Regions from separate parts of the Sus scrofa genome. Here region 1 is linked to region 2. The links are chromatin contacts, called in public Hi-C maps. All regions are on one chromosome and are shown on one strand. The core of a region is the stretch at or near the end of the contact, and the rest is flanking DNA. Distances in the headings are between cores, read along the strand shown.

Region 1 (4,186 bases), core at 1,549-4,048, 2.1 Mb after region 2:
TCCAAACCAGGCCTTTGTTACATTGTCATTATTTCCCCAAATGTTTTAACAGTCAGCTCAACACTTCAGCATAACACATTGATCTTTGTTTAAAAACTAGATTTTTTAGAGGATGAAAAAAATCTGTCTCTCTCTCTCTCACACACACACCCACCCACACACACACACAAACTGGACTTCTTCTGAAAGATTTCTTTCGGGGCCCCACCTTAGAGTTGAAGTGTTCGGGGCGTCTGCTTGTGATCCTTTGAAAGATTTCCTAACTTTCATTTGATTCGGTTGTGTGTATCTAAAGGAATATCCGGGTGTCCACGTAGAGAGTCTGACAGCTGGAACTACATTGAAAATGAAGGAAGGGGGAGGGGAGGAAGAGGAGAAGGAGAAGAGGAAGGCAATCACTGCGCCGGCAGCCTGAGGTGCCAGCGTGAACTGTTTTAAATGGTTGACTGGAAAATGTCACCAGTGCTAAGTGGCTTTTCGGATTGTCTTATTTACGACTTTGTCAGGTTTCCTTAAGGAGAGGGTGGGTTGGGGGTGGGGGAGGAGGTGGATGGGGGAAACCTCCGCGCTTCTCCTCCCGGGGCTGCACTGGGTGAGTCGGAAACGCCTCGCTGCCACTTAACAATCCCTCTATTAGTAAATCGACGCGAAGACTCTACGGGAAACCGAGCACCAGTCTGCCCTTCCAGGGCAGAATTCACCTGTTGGGAACGGCTCCTGGGTCCCCCTACCGGGCTTTCTGGCTGTTCTGGGCTACCTGGATTCCCCCTCACCCCTCCACCCCGGGTCCCCCGGGCACTTTCACAACCCCCCTCCCTGTCCCCCATGTCGATTTTTATCACAATCCCCCAGGGCACACAGCTTCATTATAGCCGCGCGAGTTTTCTCACTCTCTCCCCTCCCTCCTTTCTCTTTCTCTGTCATACTTTCCTTGGTGCTTTCGCCACCTTAGCCCAAAGAGGTGGTGGTGGTGGGGGGAGCATTTTGAGCAAAGTACTCTAACGAAAAGCAAAGAAAGCAACCCACATAGCCTTCGCCACCTTTGGAGTGCACCAGGATGAACGCAGGCTCCATCTCGGGGCCGAGAGAAGAGCCACGGTGGTGGCACTTTGGGCCAAGAGATATTGCAAAAAGAGGGAAGGAAAGGCTGGGGGCACAGTTCCACGTCCTCCTCACTTGCCCCGCCTCCTCAACAACTCGTCTTTTGCACCCAAGCATTTGAGGTTCCAGGTTAAAAGTGTCTTTTAAAGCAAGATGTGGGTTTGAGGGGAATGTGGTGCATTAAACCAGTACCCAGGTCTGTCGAGGGCACTGGTATTTCTGGTTCAAAGGCTGCTCCTGGCTTTCTTAAAGTAGAAAAAGAAAGGGAGACCGAGAAGGATGAAAAACAAACCGCTCAGCGGGTGCTGAGGGGCTCCAGGACGCGCAGCTGTCCATCTGAGGATGTGTCTTCTCACACCGACTGGATCCGGAGAGGACTTCAGGATGCTTCCAGCCTGCAAAATGTGGAGGCGCCCACGTGTGGCCTCGTCCCCCGCACTCACGGATGGAGGTCGGGGAGAAAGGCTCCCTGAGCAAGGCCACGAAAGCAGGGCGCTAGAGGCGAGCCCATCTCTCAACCGGGCGCCCTTGCCCTGCAAAGGAGCCTCTAGGCCCAGGCGGTATGGGGTAGGAGTAGATTGGAGCAAGAAAACTCGATTCCAGGCAGAAACGTGACATGTAAATCTTCATCGGGTTAAACAAACAGCCGAGCAAGCTGCAGCTTCAGCTGGGGTGGCGGTGGGGGCGGACGCGGCTCGCGCTGGTCTCGGTTTCTAAAGTTGTTACAATGTGAAAATAAGCGGCTTCGTGCAGCGTGTTGTATAGGCTGATGCCTCCCACCCCCAGGCCAGCCCCCAGCGAAACCCTGCAGATAATCAGCACGTCCCACTGTTTAGTCATATTTGACAACTGGGTTAACCTGGTATCTAGGCGCTGGCAAAACGGTACAAAGGGTGCCCTCAATTACCACTAGAAGCTTCTGTTGTGAATGGCACTTGTATTACCCCCTGGGTCAGAGGCCAGAGCGACAATTAGGAAGTCACTTAGACCGCTAGAGGAAATGGCGGGATGCAGCAGGCTCCAGGCCCTCCTAACAGCTCAATGGGTGTAGACCTGGACCAACAGGCCTATTTCTCTCCTCTCGGAGGAACCGTCCCTTCGCCCCCTTCTCCTCAATGTGACTCTGAGATTAAAACTAAATCCAGTGGGAATAAGAACATGGGTAGACAAACGACGGTGATAAAATCGCGAGTGAGAATGATAGATTCCAGCTGAAGTTGTGCTCCGCAGGCGAGAGCCTGGACACACAAAGTGAGCGTTGACATTTCCGTCTCCACTTGGGCCTTGCTGGTGCGGCCTCCGCCTCGGCGCCCCCTCCCCTCCTGCCTCCTTTCCCACAAGTGGAGAGTCGAGTAGGACTGTCAGTTCTAACTTGCATCGTGTCGGGGAGGCTTGAGGGGCATGTGGCTCCATCTCAACCATACTTAAACCTGGCTTGGTGCGTGTGGGTAAATTTTTAATTGCACTGTAATTTCTTCAGTCCCTAGCCCGCGACCCCCCCCCCGCCCCCACCTCGCTAGCCTCGGTGACTGGCACGCGCCGGGAGCCCGGGCTCGGGCCCCTCGGCGCGTCTGATTGGCTGCGGGGCAGCTCCCGTCTGCTCTGCCTGAGCCCTCATTGGGTGAGAGGCGCAGCCAGCGGCACTTCAAAGCGGGTGCTCCTCGCACTTAGGCTGAGTTTAGCCGGCGGGAGCCCGGAGTCCGCTCGGCGCGAGCGCGGGGACGCGGGAGGCTCGCGGAGTAGGAACAGTTTTCGCGAGCAGCCGTCAGGCTCAGCCCCGCTCCCGGCCCCGCCGCGCCGCCCAGGGACCTGCTATGGCCACGTCTATACTTGGGGTAAGTCGGAAGTGCGGCATTTGCTTGTTTTAACTGAAGTAATTTTTCCTTATGGCTTCTCCGGGTCGGCGGCTCCGGAGAAACTGTTGCTGCAGGACTGCAGCCTCAGCGTCTTTTAGCACTTTCCACATTTCCAGGACTGATTCTTTCCAAGTTACTGGAATCCTTGGAAGAAAAGGATTTGTTAAGCAAGTCCTTTTATTATTTGATTATAAAGAAAACCTGGAGGTTTCTTTTCTTCCCCCCGTGATTTATACCCCACCCCCCTTGCTTCGGGGCTTGTTGCAATTACGCGACAGCGGTGTTTCCAGAAAACAGCCTTAATCGTTTTGCAGTCCGTGTAGTCACGTTAACATTTACACTTCTGCGGCTCCCCAGTTCGTCTGTGACTTTGAAATCCATGGCGGGGACGCTTCTCCTCGGATTCTTGTTTTCCTAATCGTGTGTGTGTGTGTGTGTGTGTGTGTAAACATTTAAAACGTTTTCTATTAAAAATAAGAGTCGAGTCATAGCCACCCTTGAGAGGAGTACCTCAAGCTTCCCCCACCCGGGCCGCTGTTTCGGCCGTCTCTGCCCTCACTTGGTGTTTGTTGTCAATGTGTTTACCTCCGTGCTTCACCCCAAGGGCGATTTGGGGGCTTCTGTGAGAGGAGTGGGCTTAAGGCGAGCGGAAGGCGGGCGACTCCAGTCCGGTTTGGGGCAGGGGTTGCTGCGACTGAGGCGGGGAGAACCGAGACATCTTGAATTTGTAGCCCCACCGAAGAACAACTTTCCAGCGCCAGGCCCCCTCGCCCTTGTGATCGATCGCCTCTGCCCCGCGCAGGGCGCGGCGCATCCTCGGCGAGCGCGGGGAGGAGGCGCGAGCCGGGGAGCCACGACCCCCCGGGGCCGGCCGCGGGGGGACCAGGCTGCTCACGGGTGCACTTTGTGTCTTCCTCCCACTTCTTCCTGCCCTCCTCCTCCTCCTTGCTCCCTCCCCCACCCCACCCACTCTAGGAAGAGCCGCGCTTCGGAACGACCCCGTTGGCCATGCTGGCGGCGACCTGCAACAAGATCGGCAACACGAGCCCCCTGACGACGCTGCCGGAGTCGAGCGCCTTCGCCAAGGGCGGCTTCCACCCCTGGAAGCGCTCCTCGTCCAGCTGCAACCTCGGCTCCAGCCTCTCGGGCTTCGCCGTGGCCACCGGCGGCCGCGGCTCGGGCGCTCTGGCGGGCGGCTCGGGCGCAGCCAACAGCGCCTTCTGCTTGGC
Region 2 (4,307 bases), core at 983-3,482:
AGATATAATTAATTTGTAAAATAAGCTCTGAAACCTTTTCCCTTGCAGGTCCTTTGTTCCCTGAAGCCAGCCCTGTCCCCTGCTCTGAGAAAGACTTGGATTTCCCCTTCCAGATGTGGATGGCCGAGAGCCCTGGAGACCGTCGCGACCCGAGGCCGCCTCTCCCCTTTTCCCCGCTCTGCAGTTCTCTGGAATAAACTGGCCCTGGACAGCCTAGCCGTCGGGTTTCCTCACGCGTTGCCCTGAGCACCCAGAATCGCCAGTCCTACTTCCATCCGTCCCAACCCCGACCCCGCGCCAGTCGCAGCGATCACTTACGTGGGCAGGGCCCGCGAGGAGACCAGGGGCCCCGGCGGCATCTGCTGCTGTGCAGGGCGCACCGCACTCCGTACCCCAAAACAGGCGCTAGGAAAGAGCAATTAAAACCACAAGTGCAACACGGCAATCAAGAGGAGTGGAACGGCTCCGGGAGTTGTCTGGTGGCGGAGTCATTAGCTGGTTGTTGCTACAAAGCCTCACCGTGTGGTTCGGTGATTAAGGAAAAAAAAAAAAAAGAAAGAAAGAAAGAAAAATCTTTTTAAACGTTGGCAAACCCGTTATTGGTTTGGAGGATTGGTTGTTTTGATTTGCTTTGCTTTTGTTTTTCTTTTTGCTCCAACCACTGCTGCCTGAAATACTTCTACCCCCCAACATCGTACACTTAAACCAAAGGAGAGGAATTCCGCGGGCAGCAGCTGCTGCTACAGAAGTTAAAAAAGAGAAGCCCCTTCCGTTGATATCTGTAACGACAGCACGGATGTAATTTGTTTTGAATGTTCATTTTTATTGGTGTTCCCTCTGCCAAAATGTGCTTGATTACAGAGGTTTGTCCTGTGATCACTGCGCACTCTAGACAGGGGAAGGTGCCTCGGCGAAGGTTCAGCTCAGGCCAGATCAAATCCGGGGCTGTTTAACGCTGAAAGGCTGCATGTTGCTATTAGTGTTAAATATATGGCTAATTATGCGTATGAAAATTAAACATCAGTGTTATGCTAATGGGGCGCCTTCAGCTGCGGATCTGAGCACTTGAGACTACCATTTAATCAAATGAATCAGTAACTAATACATCTGCACGTGTGAACTTTCACAAGATCATTTCCCCGTTCTCGTCACACGCTAAATTATGAAAGAAATAATTATCAACACTTTCTAATTACCTAACAAAGTAATTTGGGATTCACCGTGGGGCTGGCGGGATGGGGAACCAACAGCCCCTCACAGCCAGCGTGGTGCGCGCCACGCCTCACGGGGGTGGTTGTGTTGTGGTGGCTGCGGGGGCTTTTGTGTGCTTTTCTGTACCTAGCGCCCCAGAAGACAGAAGGCGCCGCGGCAGCTTTTGCCTTCACCAGCCCTGCCCCAGGCCCAGTGGCGCCCGCTTTGACCCCTGGAGATGAGGAGGATCCTGGGCGACAATGAGAGACGTGTCTACACACAGATACTCGATCTTACAACTGGCCTGGTTTTGCCGCGGGTTTCGGTGTCCCCCAGGACTCCTACACCCTGGGTGCTCTCGCCAGACCCCAGGAGGCCGGAAAATGACCACCTGGCGTCCTCAGCCCAAGCAGAATTGAGCCCGCCAACTCCTGGGCTCTACTCTGCGCCGCGCCTTTGGGGCGAGTGAGCCGGACGCTTGGCTCAGAGGGAGTGGAGAAGGGAGGGGGAGGCGGAGGAAGGTTGGGAGGGAAAGAGGGGGGGTGTGGGTTGGGGGGAGGGGGCGGTACGGCCGTCTTTCCTGGGAGGAGAAGCGCGGGTTCCTGGCTCCGCGCGCACTGCTTTAATCAGACCGGTGTAGCCTGGAGCTGGAGTGGCCAGCTTGGCCTGGAGCAATGCGAGCGGGCCCCAGGGAGCGGCGGCGGCGCGGCGGCCGAGTGAGTGAGTTCGCCCGGAGGGCCCCAAACACGCCCCCAGGGATGTGGCAGAGTGGACCCAGGTCGGGGAGGCGCCGCCAGGAGAGCGCTGCTCAAGGCACAGGACTCTCTGGAGGACAGCGCTCTATTGACCGCCTCCGGCGCAACCATTGCGCGACTCTGGGCTCCAGAGGCCGCAGTAAGGCTCGAGAGCCGCCCTAGCTCAGCACCGGACTGGGTAGCTGCGGCTAGGAGAAGCGGTGCGCTGGTCCCCGGTGTTGTGGGGGCGGGCAAAGGGTGGGGACAGTAGGAGGGGGAGGGCAGCAGAGCGGAGCCGCTGCTTGGTTTCTGGGAAGTAAGGGGCGCCGGGGAGGTGGGAGGCTGAAGAGCCGCGGGCCGCGTAGGTCCCGGAGCGAGCGCCGCAGCCCATTGTGCGCCCCACGCGGCGCGCTCTGTTGCAGAGGAGCCCCGGCCGGGAAGTGTGGATGCGTCTCTCCCGAGGCCGAGCCGCCTCGCCCGCTCTAGTCCAGCGGAGCCGGAGCGCCTCGGACCAATCCCCGGTGATTATGCAAGACAGCGGACCAATCAGCTCCGCCAGCTCATGAATATTTATGACCTTGGCTGAGTCAAAGCTTTGAAGCGAGTTTGGGGAGCTCGGCAGCATCATGCTTAGACTTTTCAAAGAGGCAAACTCCATTTTCTTATGAATGGAAAGTGAAAACCCCTGTTCCGCTTAAATTGGGTTCCTTCCTGTCCTGAGAAACACAGAGACCCCAAAAAGGGAAGCAGAGGAGAGAGAGAGACCCACACCTAGACCCCGCGAGAAGAGATGACCATGACCACCATGCCAGAAAGTCTCAACAGCCCCGTGTCGGGCAAGGCGGTGTTTATGGAGTTTGGGCCGCCCAACCAGCAAATGTCTCCTTCTCCCATGTCCCACGGGCACTACTCCATGCACTGTTTACACTCGGCGGGCCATTCGCAGCCCGACGGCGCCTACAGCTCGGCCTCGTCCTTCTCCCGACCGCTGGGCTACCCCTACGTCAACTCGGTCAGCAGCCACGCGTCCAGCCCCTACATCAGTTCGGTGCAGTCCTACCCGGGCAGCGCCAGCCTCGCCCAGAGCCGCCTGGAGGACCCAGGTACGTGAGCCTGCCAGGGAGAGGAAGAGACAGGAAGGGAGGGAGGGAGAGGAAGAGGGAGAGAAGAGAGAGAGAGAGAAAGAGAGAGAGAGGGGGAGAGAGAGAAATGGGATGGGGGTGGGGAGGGCGCCAGGCAGTAGAGGGAGGTTTCGGGTATCAATCCCTGTCGTAGCAAAGATACTTTAAAAATATATAATATGTCCACCCAACTTGCAACTATCCAGCAAAGGATAAATCCGAGAGCGTCCCCTGACACTGGCTGGGCCTCTGGGCGGCTCCATGCGTGGAAAACACAATGCCCCGCTGGAAAACAGAAACCCACATGTGCACGTATTAGTCTCGGTAATTATTTATTGCGTAGCGCTATAAACAATGTATGCAATTAAGGGTAATTAAACCTCAACTACCGCCTGCAAAAATTGCAAACTTTTCCTGCAAAGGCAAGAGTTGCGCGCCTGTGAACTGCCCCAGTTCGCTTGCAGCGGCCAGGGGCCTGCCCTTTGGACTTGGCGGAACCCTTCCCTGACTTTCAGAGTTTCTTGAGCATTCTCACTCCTGGCCCAGCCTCTGCCATCCCTCTGCTGTCACTTGCTATCAGCTCCACGCACTAAAGTTGGTCCTTTGCATTAACAACGGCCCCCACATCTGCTGTTCCTTCAGGGGCTGACTCCGAGAAGAGCACTGTGGTGGAAGGCGGTGAAGTGCGCTTCAATGGCAAGGGGAAAAAGATCCGTAAACCCAGGACGATTTATTCCAGTTTGCAGTTGCAGGCTTTGAACCGGAGGTTCCAGCAAACTCAGTACCTAGCTCTGCCCGAGAGGGCGGAGCTCGCGGCCTCCCTGGGACTCACGCAGACGCAGGTACCTCGCCGCTGCCCCACCGTGGCGCCAAGCAGGCTTCCCTTGGCCCACCTGCGCCCAGAGTTCCATTTCTTGCTCTATGTGCCTCAGGGGTCCGTGTGCGTGCGTGCGTGCGTGCGTGTGTGTCCGTGTGTGTCCCACCCCTGGCTCTCCCATCGCCTTTGCTTCCTCAATAGTTCTCTCTGCCCTGGCTCAGTCACTGCACTCTACTCCGTGCTGCCGGCAGCCCGGCCCTGAGCAATCTGATTAGGGCGCAGGAAGGATTTCCCTGGACATTTTGTTTGGGGACTCTGAGGTCACACGTGCCCGAACAACTGGAACAATAGACTCTGGGCTTAATCCCTTCTTTGCCTTTAAAGTGTGTGGCTAAGCACTAGTGGCCTGGGCCGGAGCCTCTGTCTCCCTCCTCCTCCACCTTC

Evidence for each region. Hi-C and Micro-C count contacts between places; a contact is called where the count stands out from the background.
Region 1: a contact with region 2 is called in a Hi-C map of retroperitoneal adipose tissue, with 2.1 times the contacts expected there. The contact joins the promoter of SP9 here to the promoter of DLX1 in region 2. A contact is called at or near these places in 1 of 5 promoter capture datasets (liver) and 9 of 47 Hi-C or Micro-C datasets (epiblast stem cells, fetal skeletal muscle, heart right ventricle and 5 more).

What each region holds. Positions count from the first base shown.
Region 1 is chr15:80,322,651-80,326,836 of Sscrofa11.1, forward strand. SP9 (transcription factor Sp9) reads left to right here and starts at 2,799. Exons shown (of 2, transcript XM_021075752.1): 1 at 2,799-2,936; 2 at 3,933-4,186. The coding sequence starts at 2,916.
Region 2 is chr15:78,184,464-78,188,770 of Sscrofa11.1, forward strand. DLX1 (homeobox protein DLX-1) reads left to right here and starts at 2,233. Exons shown (of 3, transcript XM_013984283.2): 1 at 2,233-3,028; 2 at 3,689-3,888. The coding sequence starts at 2,716.